2 separate regions of the Mus musculus genome follow, and region 1 is linked to region 2. The links are chromatin contacts, called in public HiChIP or PLAC-seq maps. All regions are on one chromosome and are shown on one strand. The core of a region is the stretch at or near the end of the contact, and the rest is flanking DNA. Distances in the headings are between cores, read along the strand shown.

The links. HiChIP or PLAC-seq counts read pairs in DNA pulled down with a chosen protein or histone mark.
Region 1: an H3K27ac HiChIP or PLAC-seq map of SST interneurons shows a contact between it and region 2, with 11 times the contacts expected there. The contact joins the promoter of Gad2 here to the enhancer-like site in region 2. A contact is called at or near these places in 4 of 39 promoter capture datasets (embryonic stem cells, hippocampal neurons, liver and 1 more), 4 of 115 datasets of contacts at active chromatin or transcription factors (SST interneurons, astrocytes, embryonic stem cells and 1 more) and 2 of 9 other capture datasets (embryonic stem cells and liver).

What each region holds. Positions count from the first base shown.
Region 1 is chr2:22,619,082-22,625,448 of GRCm38.p6, forward strand. Gad2 (glutamic acid decarboxylase 2) reads left to right here and starts at 3,246. Exons shown (of 16, transcript NM_008078.2): 1 at 3,246-3,657; 2 at 4,355-4,414; 3 at 4,608-4,757; 4 at 5,717-5,950. The coding sequence starts at 3,582.
Region 2 is chr2:21,279,744-21,286,243 of GRCm38.p6, forward strand. No RefSeq gene overlaps it. Among named protein-coding and RNA genes, the nearest start is that of Gm52501, 54 kb to the left of the region's middle. Within about 2 kb of position 3,193, at least 23 of the 459 cell types and tissues checked have an H3K27ac peak or open chromatin away from gene starts, as enhancers often do. A contact at or near this core is called in SST interneurons and neural tube, where this site is marked.

The sequences.
Region 1 (6,367 bases), core at 1,996-4,495, 1.3 Mb after region 2:
AGGAGGAGGAGGAGGAGGAGGAGGAGGAGGAGGAGGAGGAGGAGGAGGACAACCCTTCAAAAAAAACAAAACAGAACAACAACAACAAAAACTTCAAGTTAACCTTCCATAAGAGACACTTTCCAGGTCTACACCACCTAGATTGGGTAAACAAGGTACAGACAGGGTTCCACGGAGAACTGAATAGGCAAACAAGTTCTGTTCAGGTCATGGTTTGGCTCCTGCTACTTAAAAAAATATATATATAATAAAATAAAGCAGAGGGCGCTGATAACTTCTGCGTCCTGGAGTGGTCATAGTCTCCGCAGATCAGCCTCTAAAGCTCCGTGTAGCCAGTACATTTTACAAGTAGGATCCTGTTGTGGACAAGACCGAGGCCCCAAATTCAAGTGCCCCCCTCCCTGCTCCTTCTCTAGAAAGCTCTGCTCCAGTTTGGGGCCAGACAGACAGGACAGAAGAGTCACCCTAACTGTGCCAACCCCACGGAGCGGCAGAACCTGTACCTGGCACCAGAAACCTTAACAGCAGGGCTTACAGACTGATATTGGCGGAGGGGGGCAGGAGTTCGGGTGTCCGCGCTGGCTTTGCTTCCTGGGCACTACAGCCCCACCTGAAGCAGGTGCGTTAGGGAGGAGTTGGGCTCTGCAGCTTGCCAGATTTTAATTCTGGCTTCCAGCGGAGGACCCTGCACCCCACGGTCCTCGCAAGAGTGTCTGGGAAGGTTTATTCGGTTGCTGAGTAGAGACGCAACAGACAGATCTACCTCAGCCCCTGCACCTTGGCTTGATAAGGCTGGAAAAGGAAGATTGCAACGTCGTGGTTGTTTCCAAACCCTTTTTCTATCTAGCCTTTTTCAGTCTCTCAACATTTAAGCAGCAAAAGAACTCGAGAGAGAAAACTTGTACTAAATATCCTTCTTTGACCGGCCCTCTCCTCTCCCCACTACGGGGATTTCTGGGTGGCTCACAGTGGACAAGGAATAGGTAATCCCACCAAACCTTGAGGTGGGCTAAACTGGAGATTTTGGTATGGGTCTCCTACTGTAAAGAGAAAGCCTTCCGGGCTAACGGTATTCCTTTCGCAGTCTACTGCCTCCTTTGTGAACTAATGACTGTAATTATTACCTCCCAGAGCTCTTTTGTTATCAACAACCCGGAGCCAGAGGGGGGTGGGGGATGGGCCCTTTGGGAAAAGGGAAAAAAATTTACAAAGCAAATTGCTGTCTACGAAGGGTTGGTTTTTTAAAAAGACAAACCCAATTCCAGCCTGCATTCGAAGTGGGGAGTGGCAAAATTTTTTTTCAAAGTATGATAAGATTTTAAAAATACTCAGAGCTGTGGGATTCAATTGCATTTCCACAGTATCGCTTTAAGTTACTATTTTTGACGAAGTAAAATTCAGATGTTGAAAATCTGTATCTCTTGTTTTCATCCATTTCTTCCTTGGAAGGTGTGTGTGTGTGTGTGTGTGTGTGTGTGTGTGTGTGTGTGTGTGTGTGTGTGTGTTTAAGAACCTTTTTTTTTTATTTCCGACCACTCATCCATGGTAAAAAGCTTCAACCCCAGCCAGCTGGCTTGAAGAGAATTATTTTGCAGGATTTAGTATGGATTTAAACAAAGACTCAGGCTCTCCAAGTCTTGTTGGCAAGGCTGGGCGGAAGCGCCCTTTCCAGGAGCTGTTACCTCTGCCAGCTGAAGCCACCAGGCCTGGAGGACCCTAAAGACTTACTAAGTTGAGGCCTAGGGTCAAGGTGACTGCCTTCCCTTAGAGACACGCCTTGGGTAGCACCTCAGCAGTGCCAATCTCACCGCCCTCCCCCTCCCCACCTCGGGCCACTCACCGGACCTCAGTGGGCATCCTCTAGCTAGATCCTCCCTGGCCCCCCTGGATTCTGGAAACCTTGGGAAGAAGATAAAGCTTTGTGGAGAGAATGCACTTGGTCATCTGCAGTTATTCGAGGTCTCCGGATCCCTAACAAAATAAGTGATCCTGGTCACCAAGACTAAAGGTCCCAGGGTTTCTCCTCCGGCAACAGCTTTGGTGACTCATTTGAAAAACTCAAAGAAGGAATAAAGGACTATGGAGAGCAGGGAAGCTGCAGTCCCTCGCTCGGAGAGAAGGAAAGGAGATCGGGAACGGTTTAAAGCAGCACTTTCCTGCAAGTCTTTCTTGAGCTCTCTGTAAGCCTGGAACTATGGGTTTAGTATAGGCAAGAGGAAACGGAAGCGGAGCCAGAGGGCCCCAAATCTTCCTCAAGGCGCCGTCCCTGCATTTAAGAGCCTTTGGGAAAAGGGAAACAGAAAGGATTTTTTCATTCCTTTATTAGAAAACACAAACGAAACTACTTCTTTCTGGGCTGGGAAATTGCCACTGTTGTGTTCCTAGGCACCTGCTGATGGCAAGAACTCCTCTTGGGAAGGGACGAGGTCAGTGGGTTGAGTATCCCTGAAAAGATGGGAGTGCCTTTTCCTGGGATTTGGAAAAACTGATTCGCTTACTTTGAGACTCCCTGAATCCTGTGTATGTGTCAGCTCTCACCCACTCCAAGAAGTTTCTGTTCGTTTTATTTATTTAATTTTTCTCAGCCTGAGGTCCTCAGTGATAGATTCCAGCGTGGATTTTAATTGCTTCAATCAGCAGCCTTTCTCTTCAGCCGTCAGTCAAAACCTGGACGATGGGTCTGGGGACCCAGGCATGACTGCACAGAAACCGTACGACCCCCACCCCCACCCCCCAGGCTGGCTCAGCTCAGCAGGCAGACATTAGGCTCTGCTAAGGAGATGAAATGAGTTCGTTGGTGTGGAAGCGGTCCACCTTCCTCCCTCCTTGGTTCCTTCCCCAAGCTTTGGAGCTCTTCCTGATTGAGGCCAGGTGGCCTGGGCTCTTGAGGTCACAGCGACCTCAGCACTGGTTTGGAGGAAGGCGGGCGCGAGAACCACTTTTGCTCGGCAGCAGCCAGAGACAGCCCTCAAACAATGAGCCAATCGATGCACACGTGAAATTGCCCTCGGCCACCATTCCAATCTTGCCAAGGTCTCCCTGTCCCTGGGGTCACCTAGGCCAGCGTGCTGAGGGCTGTGGTAGCACCCTGGACAGCGCGTTCCGGCAGAAGCAGACCTGGAGCGCCTGTGGCTGGGTCAGCACTACGCAGGCACGCCTCCCTCCCCCGCATCTGACTCGCACCTCACGACCCAGCGCCTCCATTTCCCTTCCGTCACTCTCTCATCTCCCCACCAAGCTCCCTCTCCCTAAAAATCTCTTGGGCCCTTTCCACTTTCCAATCTCCAGACTGCGAGGATCACGGCTACTCCCCCCATTTAACCTCGGCGGCGCAGAGCACAGCAGCGCGTCCCTGCGCCCTGACTGGAACATACAAACACGCACGAGCACTGGCATACGCAGACAGCACGTTTCCTGTCCCTGTGTGACACCCACCCTCGTCGCGCTGCCGCTCCAGCCCTCGCGCGGTGCCCTTCTCCCGCCACACGTACTCGCACACGCACGCACTCTCGTGCAGGGTCGAGGCAAAGGCAGCTTGCCACAGCCACTTGGAGGCGACCAGCGCCAGTCTAGCAGAACCCATGGCGTCTCCTGGCTCCGGCTTTTGGTCCTTCGGATCTGAAGATGGCTCTGCGGATCCTGAGAACCCGGGCACAGGTAGGAAAATCAGGACCTGCAGCGGGAGAGCTTTGTGGGTGGTTTAGGGTTTGCAGGGCTAGGCTGATCATCAAAGCTTTGACATCTGCAACAGGAAACTTATTCGGGCGCTTCGCCCGGCTCTCTGGGTTAAGTCCGTAACTGTGTGAGAACACCAACCCCCCCCCCCACCCAGTCCTTTGTCCCCCAGGGAAAAAGCCCAGGGTTGTCTAGGCCCCTTCCCCTAAACATAGGCTCCTGAAAGACTGCAGCGTCTGCGGGAGTCAGAAATCAAAGATCTAGGCTTTGCCTCGGGACGTCTAGACCCTGGGCAGGGAAAGACAAAATGGGAGCAGGAAAGAGTTTGGGGTCTGAAAGGCAAGCGCGGTGAGAAACAAACAGCCTCGGGTTTAGGAAAGGCAGCCCAGGTGAGGGCAGGGAGAGTCTGGAAACCCGAGAACCTGGCGAACAAAGTGCAAAGGGCGGCGTTGTGAGCTGCTTTCTTTCTGGGACACCGCAAGGAAAGGGCTGGCCCCGGCGTCAGATTCCCTCGGACTCCCCCACCTGCTGAAAGCAGAGTCGCTAGCTGGTGGCTGCTTCGAGTTTGGCGCCGGGCCCCCAGACTCTGGACTTAAAGACCTGGTTCACTTGGAACGAAAATTCTCACTCGCCCGTCTGTTTTCTTTCCGATTCGCTTTTCCCTGCCTGGCGATTGCAGCGAGAGCGTGGTGCCAGGTGGCCCAAAAGTTCACGGGCGGCATCGGAAACAAGCTGTGCGGTGAGTGGTGGCACTGAATGGGAGAAGGGCTGGCAAGGTCGGGGGCCCGCGGCTGGCGGGAGCAAAGTCGTGGGCTCCCCTCTGAGCCTGCAGCCTAGGTTGGACGAATCCCTGGGTTGCCGGGTGGGTGGGGATGTAGGAGCGGAGACTACCGCCAGCTGACTCAGGTCCCGCGTTCCGTGTCTTTGTCCAGCTCTGCTCTATGGAGACTCCGGGAAGCCAGCGGAGGGCGGCGGGAGCGTGACCTCGCGGGCCGCCACCGGGAAGGTCGCCTGCACCTGCGACCAAAAACCCTGCAACTGCCCCAAAGGGGATGTCAACTACGCGTTTCTGCACGCAACAGGTAAATGGGCCGGCTGGCCAGGACCACGCTCCACCCCGCAGACATCTGACCCTCCAAATGGATGTCGGGGTGAGGATTCTGAGGATCTTCCACAGAATTGAAAGGACGTGGGGTTTGTGGGCTGGAGGGCACCGAGGCCCTGGCCTTCCCCAACCAGAATCAGTGGCCAAGCGCCCTGCACTGCGCAGCCTCGATAGTTGGAGGTGGCAGTGTGTACCTTGGTAGGCTTCTTGGTGCTGCCCAAGCCTCTGAGTAGCACAAATTTCCAAAATACCCTACAAAGTAGTTCAAGTAGTTCGGAATTGCAGGGATTTTTAGGTGTTCGACTGGATCCAAAGTAGTTTGTAACCGTGATTTCAACAAGGAACGATCCTGTTTACCCAAGCCCAAGGCGCTAAATTTTACCTACGCATGCATAACTCCCAGGCTCACAAACAGCGGGTGAGCGCGCGCGCGCGCACACACACACACACACACACACCAACTTTGGAAACATCTGTCCTCCAAAAAAAGCCAGAGATCATAACTTGGCTTGAACGGCCTTTCCTGGTTTGCCCGAAGGCGTTTCTCAAACATTTCGGAAGTGGAGTATTGACAAACCATTAAGATGATTTACTCAAATGTAGAACAAACGCTTGTGAAACAGACAAATTGAGACACTCTTTTTGGAAAATAATAAGCCAAGCAACATAATATGTTACAAATAAAATACGAGACTTAATTCCAGAAGGGGATTTTATTCGCTTGTGTTTCCAGGTGCTCTGATTTTGTTTGAAACGGGGTCTTCTCCCCTCTAACCCGATCTGGTCTCCAATTCCCAGAGAGCCCCTTACTTCAGCCTCCTGAGTACTGTGTATACAGTGCTAATCAAATCAGTTCAAAGCAAAATTGCCCATTCAGGAATTGCCTGTATCTTTGCGTAGTGAAGTCTAAAGTGTCCTTCCCATTCCGTTCTTTAGACCTGCTGCCAGCGTGTGATGGAGAAAGGCCCACTCTGGCATTTCTACAAGATGTTATGAACATTTTGCTTCAGTACGTGGTGAAAAGTTTCGATAGATCAACTAAAGTGATCGATTTCCATTACCCCAATGAGCTTCTTCAAGAGTATAATTGGGAATTGGCAGACCAACCGCAAAATCTGGAGGAAATTTTGACGCATTGCCAAACAACTCTAAAATATGCAATTAAAACAGGTACTGTGCAACCAGCAATAATAAAGGGTTTTTTTTTCCTTCTGCAATTTTCCTTTTTTTTTTTCCTATAAAGCCGTTTCTCCTATGTTGGATGGGTCGTGTTATTTTCAAAATTGCAAAGTTACATTCGCTTAAAAATAGTCATTATTGGAGTGATTCAAAGGCACCTTGCTAATAATAACCGAGCTGTCATCGGGGTATAAATTGTCAGATTGGCACGGAGATTAATCGGAGGTTGTAGAAGCAACCATTTGTCAGCAGGAGCCAGTACAAACGACCCAAAATGGGGAAAGAAGGGGAATGTAAAAGGGGACCAGGAAAAACTAAAGACGGAATCCAGTATGCCTGAACTCCAGGGCATTGTTGGCAATTTCCTTGACATGGAACTAGTCAAGAACCCCAGCTAACCAGCCTACG
Region 2 (6,500 bases), core at 1,943-4,442:
CATTAAAATTTCCCTAGGAAATTTTAATTCTTAGGGGCTATTGTTTTTAGCATCCTTGATTTAACTGTGAAGGACATTCAGATCTAAACCTGAAAACTATGGCACTAAGACATGCCTAGCCACCTCACACGTGTCCATGTTCTCTTAGGCTTCAGTCACATGCTCTTTTGGCTGTCTATGTGTTACGGCCTGGCTCAAGCCCTTCCTGTTGGGTCGCCTATTGTACTGCTCAATCCCCTTCTCACAGTCCTGTGAAAGGGTAGCTAACAGTTCCTTTACACATTCTTTTATAGAATGTAGATTTACCATGGAGTGATTGCACAGACAGGGCCCTAATCCTGGACTCCAATTTGGCCATTTACAAGGTGACTTCTGTGAGATGCTTGCCATCATTCTTTCTTAGTTCCTGCATCTGCAGAATGAATTTAATAATAGGCTTATAGACATGATAAGGCAATGCATACAGTAATGGACAATACAATACATAATAACGATAACTGATATTCCTGTTACATAGCAGGGCTCACATTAACTAATACAAATGGCATGGTGCTCATGGAAGTGTCTATTCCAAGGGCTTTACATACTGAATTCATTTACTCCTCCTTGGGACCCCAGAAGGCAGCGATTGCTATCATTCCTTTTATGGATAAATAGTCAGAGAGAGAGGTTAGGTGTTTTTGTTTCCCCCCTTTGACATTACAGTTTAGAAGTGATGAACTGAGATGTGAGTCTTGCAGTTTGTCATCTGTCCATGCCCTTCACATGATAGTGTTGCCTAGTTCTGACTCAGCATGAATGCGGGTCTGAACCAAGAGCCTTGGGGCCAATCTATAGAATTGTGCTAGATGAGTGTTAAAAGGTTTGAGTTAACTTTGCGGTTGCTTCTAGTCCCTTCATTTCACATGTGGGACAGAACACAGAGAAAGAGGACCTCATGCCAATTCCACAAATATTCCAGTTTGTTCCCCAAAAGCTACCTCACGGAGAGGTAGGTAGCTCCTGCTACCCAGACAAAAACTGAACAAGGGTCAGCTTTGCCGTGAGGTAGAATTAACTATGAAAGCAAGCCTGGCATGCACTTCTGCCTCTGCCTAATGAGCTCCACAGGAAGCCAGGTCGGCTGCAAGGACAGCAGGTGTCCCACATGTCCACAGGCCACTTCACTGAGGTGGGCACAGCTCCAGTCTCATGCTTCTGGGCCTGGAAGGCAGGTGGTGGCCGGCACAGCAGGAACCTAGACCACTAGGGGGCGCCTGGACATCGGTTCCCAGGCTGCAGTGCTCTCAGGGCCTGAGCATCACCATGTTCTATGCTCCGGATCACAAGGCTCGAATCGGTCAGAGACTCAGCAAGTTAAGAGCTCTGAGAACTACCTCAGTTTCCCCATTCCCAGAAGCTCACCTCACAGTTCCTTCCTGTCAGCCTTGAGTGTGGAACAGGTGTGTGGAGGATGGTCAGCTCTCTTGGGATCCCATGTGGTTGTAGTTGTCTCTGTGTGTACGCGTGTGTATGTGTTTATTGGCTGTTCTAGGGATTGAACCCAGGGGCTCAGGCAGGCTAGATAAGCATGCTGCCTTCTAGATACCTCCCACTCTTTTTTCTTCTATATTTAATTTTTCAAAATTTTCTATGTTTTGAGACAAGGCTGCTTAGTTTGAACTCTCTTTGTGACCCAGCAGACCCTGAACTGTGGTTCTCCTGTTTCAGTCTACTACACTACACTACACTACACTATACTGAGGCATCTTACACTTTTCCCAGTTAACTCCTTATCACCTAAAAAAAAAAGTCTTATGTGACCTCAGGCATATAGTTATACAAAATACATATTAGAAGCAAAGCATTTACTGATTAAAAGCATCATCATAAGGAAATGCATTTTAAAGCAATTATTTGCTGTACATATAATTCTAACATTGATTAATAATTAAACAAATTTACATATTAATGAGATGTCTGTGCTTGTTTATTTTTGCACTATTTTTAAATTTAAGTTGGCGACTATTAGGTACTGCTGAACACACAGCTTATCATGGTTTAAGGCTTTAAAATCAGCAGCTGAGAACACCACTGTGAATAAGTCTGCAGTACAGAGTAGCAGCAGGTGTTTCAGGTCATTTTCGAAGTTGTTGGAAATTCTGCCCTAACCCTAAGACAAAGGAAGGAAGGAGGGAAGGAAGGAAGGAAGGGAGGAAGGAAGGAAGGAAGGAAGGAAGGAAGGAAGGAAGGAAGGAAGAAACTGAAACCAGCAATTCAAACAATAGTTTTAAAAATCAAGCTTTCTAGTAGAATCCAAACCACAGGGAAACCCATTTGATACTTCCATGCAGGGGAACTATGGGAGAAAATACTAAGTCTTTGCTTTCTCTCCTCTAATGAAACCATGTATTTCTATAAGAGCACAAAACCTTTTATGTACAATAAAATCCCCAGTTTATAACAAGCAAGGTCTGGAATCAGAGCCCGGGTGTTTGAGCTGCATTGCCGGTGCTGCACCGAATGCCGCTATGTGTAAGATGAACAATTGTACTCAGAACCGGGGCTGGATGCAGTCAAATCCCAGGATGTAGCGTGGGTGAGCACTTTCAGAGACACTTAATTTGACATTGTTGTGTGTTTAGAAACTTTTTCCTGTGGCAGAGTTTTTCTTGACTCTCAGTCAGTTACAAGAATGCCTTGTGGGAGGCTGTGTGCGGGGCGGGGGTGGGGGAGGATCACAGGCCTGGCCCTCGGTGGAACATAGTTTCAGAGCAGGAGGGTAGATCCCTAGTTGGTAACTTCTTGATTCTCTCATCTATTAGCGCATATGCTCTCCTATCAGCAGGGCAGCAGGTAAACACGAGGAACAGCCCAGAGAGGAGAGAACTGGGGCGGGTGAGGACACGGGACACAAGCTCCACACTAAGCTGAGCTCAGAACTAGAGTGAGGCAGGAGCAGCCCCACGTTTGTCCCAGACTGACTGAGCGGTCCTACGCTCAAGCACTCTGCCTCTTTTCATTGGTCTGAACTGCCACCCTGGCAGTAGCCTGTAGTGAATGAAAGGCCGTAGCTTCTTGCTGTTGCTGAATTTCAACTCCTCGCTCACTCCCCTCCATCTCTGCTCTCCTAATTGTGGATCTTCTTGCTCATACCGATTAAGACACTGATTGCTATGTAATAATACAGCTTCCTAATTAGCAATCGTCAGAATCAAAGTAGCTAACAATCAGTCAGAAGGCTCTGTGTATCCAAGGCGCTTTCACATGCTCTGCAAGTGTTGGCTCATTTAATCCTCTCAGCCACATAATGAGGAAAGGACCTCTCTGCAAAGCAGACTTGGTAGCTAAGGCTCTGAGGTTAAGTAGGCGATTTCATGTGATGTGCATTCCGCATGCTGGACAGAGAGTCTGCTCTTGGGAGTGTTTGTTTACAGTTGAATAGACTGTTGCCTTTCTGACTAGAGTTTTGGTGTCCTCAGTACTGGCTTTTTATAACCTGAAAGACTGCATTCACTCGTATCTTATTCTGATCGGGTTCTGGTTGGATGGCTAGGAATTTCAGGAAGAGTAACAACATCTTGCTCACTGTATATTCCTACAGCTCTAGGTTCAGGTATGCACTCATATTCATTGTGTTAGACTCCTCGAATCTATGTGAGCCTTCTATCACTGTGGGACATGGTGAAGTTTCTGTTCTAGAACAGTCAGGTAGCCATGACCTGTCTATCACTGGCACTACAACAGGTAGATGACCATAATCTGTCCATCACTGGCCAGCAGCTTGCTATTACCTGTCTGGCCTGCAGATGGCTATGACCTGTCTATCACTGGCCTGCAGGTGGCCATGACCTTTCCATCACTGGCCTGCAGGTAAATATGACCTCCTCATTGTTGGCCTGCAGATGCCCATGATCTGTCCATCACTGGCTGGCCTTCCTCCAAGACTCCTCATTCCTTCATTCAGATTTGGCTTTTGGGGTTTGGTTATGTCAATCATGACAGGCATATGTGTTTTAAAGTTACACCTTTTAGATTCATGTGAACAGGAAGGGCTAGAGAAACAACCCTTTACTCCTATTGCTGGCTTTCAATTTCAAGAGTAAACGAAATCCCATTATTCTGCATCAAACCATTTAATTTATCATTTTTAGATGATTTTCTTCACCACATGCTTTCTCTAAGCTTAATATGCTTTTCTGTAAAAGCACAATTAGTTAATTTGCATGTGAATGTATGTGTACATGAGTGATTGGCTATGTACTTGTGCAAAGACCAGAAGAGAAGGAAGGCTGAGTGAGTGTTCTCTTCTATACTCTGAGGCCTATTCCTTTGAGGCAAGGTTTCTTCCTGAACCCTGGCTGTATTTTCTCAGTTAGTGTGGAAGCTGGCTCGTCCCAGAGACCATCTTTCTCTGTTTCCTTCTGAGCTGGGGTCACGGGTGTGTGCAGGATATTTGGATTATTATGTGGGTGCTGGGATATGAACTTTAGTCCTTGGTTTTTATGACTGCACAGCAATTGCTCTTAACTATGGAGCCAGATGCCCAGTGCCTATCCCCCTGCCCTGTCTAGTGTCCTTCCTGGACAGTAAAAAGCCTTCACTTCATTCTCTTACCACCAGTTATTTACTGTTGGCTTTTTTTGAGACAGGGTTTCTATGTGTATCCCTGGCTGTCCTGGAACTTTCTCTGTAAACCAGGAATCCTTTCTCAAACTCAGAGATCCTCCTGCCTCTGCCTCCCGAGCGCTGGGATCAAAGGTGTGCGCCACCATGCCTGGTCAACAATCATTTTTTTTTTTTGGTTGAAAATAGATACTTTTTTCATACAATAAATTCTGATTATGGTTTTCTCTTCCTTGACTTTTCTCATATCTTCCTCACCTCTCCAACCACCCGAATCTACATCCTTTCTTGCTCTTTCTCAGAAACAAAAACCAAACCAAACCAAAACCAAACCAAAACCGAACAGGAATCTTAAAACAACAACTACAACAAAACAGAAACAAACCTTAATAATAAGACAAAGCAAACAAATGATTGGAAAAGCAAGAGCCAAAGACAAAGAACAAGAAATACATATAGACACAGAGACACACAGATTGGCACACATAGAAATACCCTAAAAACACAAAATTGGAAACCATGGTATATAAACAGACTTGTTGGCAAGGCCAAAAAAAAAAAAAAAAAAAAAGGGCGACATGTGACAAAACCTCTAAAAATAAATCTGAGTCCATCTTGTGCTTTGCATGGGGCCTGGCCTTAAGAGTGGTTTGTTTACCCAGTCAGACTTCTTTAGAGAAAACTAATTTTCCACTTGCTAATGGTTATCAGTTGGAATTAGTTTCTGGCCAACCACCAATTCTTAACTCTGATAAACACAATTCCTATCCAAATATGAATTACGGACTGAGAACTACAGACCAAATGCTAGGTTTCAGGAACCTGCAGGATGCAGTGACCTTTCCTGAAGAAGCGGAGAGGCTGGAGATCCTAGCTTCCTAGAATAGGATAGACTCTAGGAAAAGAAGACTCTAGAGAAAGGAAGTCCAATTGTATCTGGAACAATCTGGACATGCAAGCAAGGACCCCAACACTCAGGTTGACTCAGAGCCAGAATTGCTTTTTGTGTGAGGCAAGTTGAGCCACTGTGTGGGTGGATTCTGTCTATGTTTGTTGGAGATATTCATGAAATGGTCCATCTCCTTCTACTAATATGTTCAACACATTGAAAACGCCTTTCTGATTCCTGAATAGAAAAGCAATGGCTTGTGCTGTAAGATTGGGAATCGATAAATGGGACCTCATAAAGTTGCAAAGCTTCTGCAAGGCAAAAGACACCGTCAATAAGACAAAAAGACCACCAACAGATTGGGAAAGGATCTTTACCTATCCTAAATCAGATAGGGGACTAATATCCAACATATATAAAGAACTCAAGAAGGTGGACTCCAGAAAATCAAATAACCCCATTAAAAAATGGGACCCAGAGCTGAACAAAGAATTCTTACCTGAGGAATAACGAATGGCAGAGAAGCACCTGAAAAAATGTTCAACATCCTTAATCATCAGGGAAATGCAAATCAAAACAACCCTGAGATTCTACTTCACACCAGTCAGAATGGCTAAGATCAAAAAATTCAGGTGACAGCAGATGCTGGCAAGGATGTGGAGAAAGAGGAACACTCCTCCATTGTTGGTGGGATTGCAAGCTTGTACAACCACTCTGGAAAGCAGTCTGGAGGTTCCTCAGAAAATTGGACATAGTACTACCGGAGGATCCAGCAATACCTCTCCTGGGCATATATCCAGAAGATGTTCCAACCGGTAAGAAGGACACATGCTCCACTATGTTCATAGCAGCCTTATTTATAATAGCCAAAAGCTGGAAAGAACCCAGATGTCCCTCAACAGAGGAATGGATACAGAAAATGTGGTACATTTACACAATGGAGTACTACTCAGCTATTAAAAAGAATGAATTTATGAAATTCCTAGGCAAATGGATGGACCTGGAG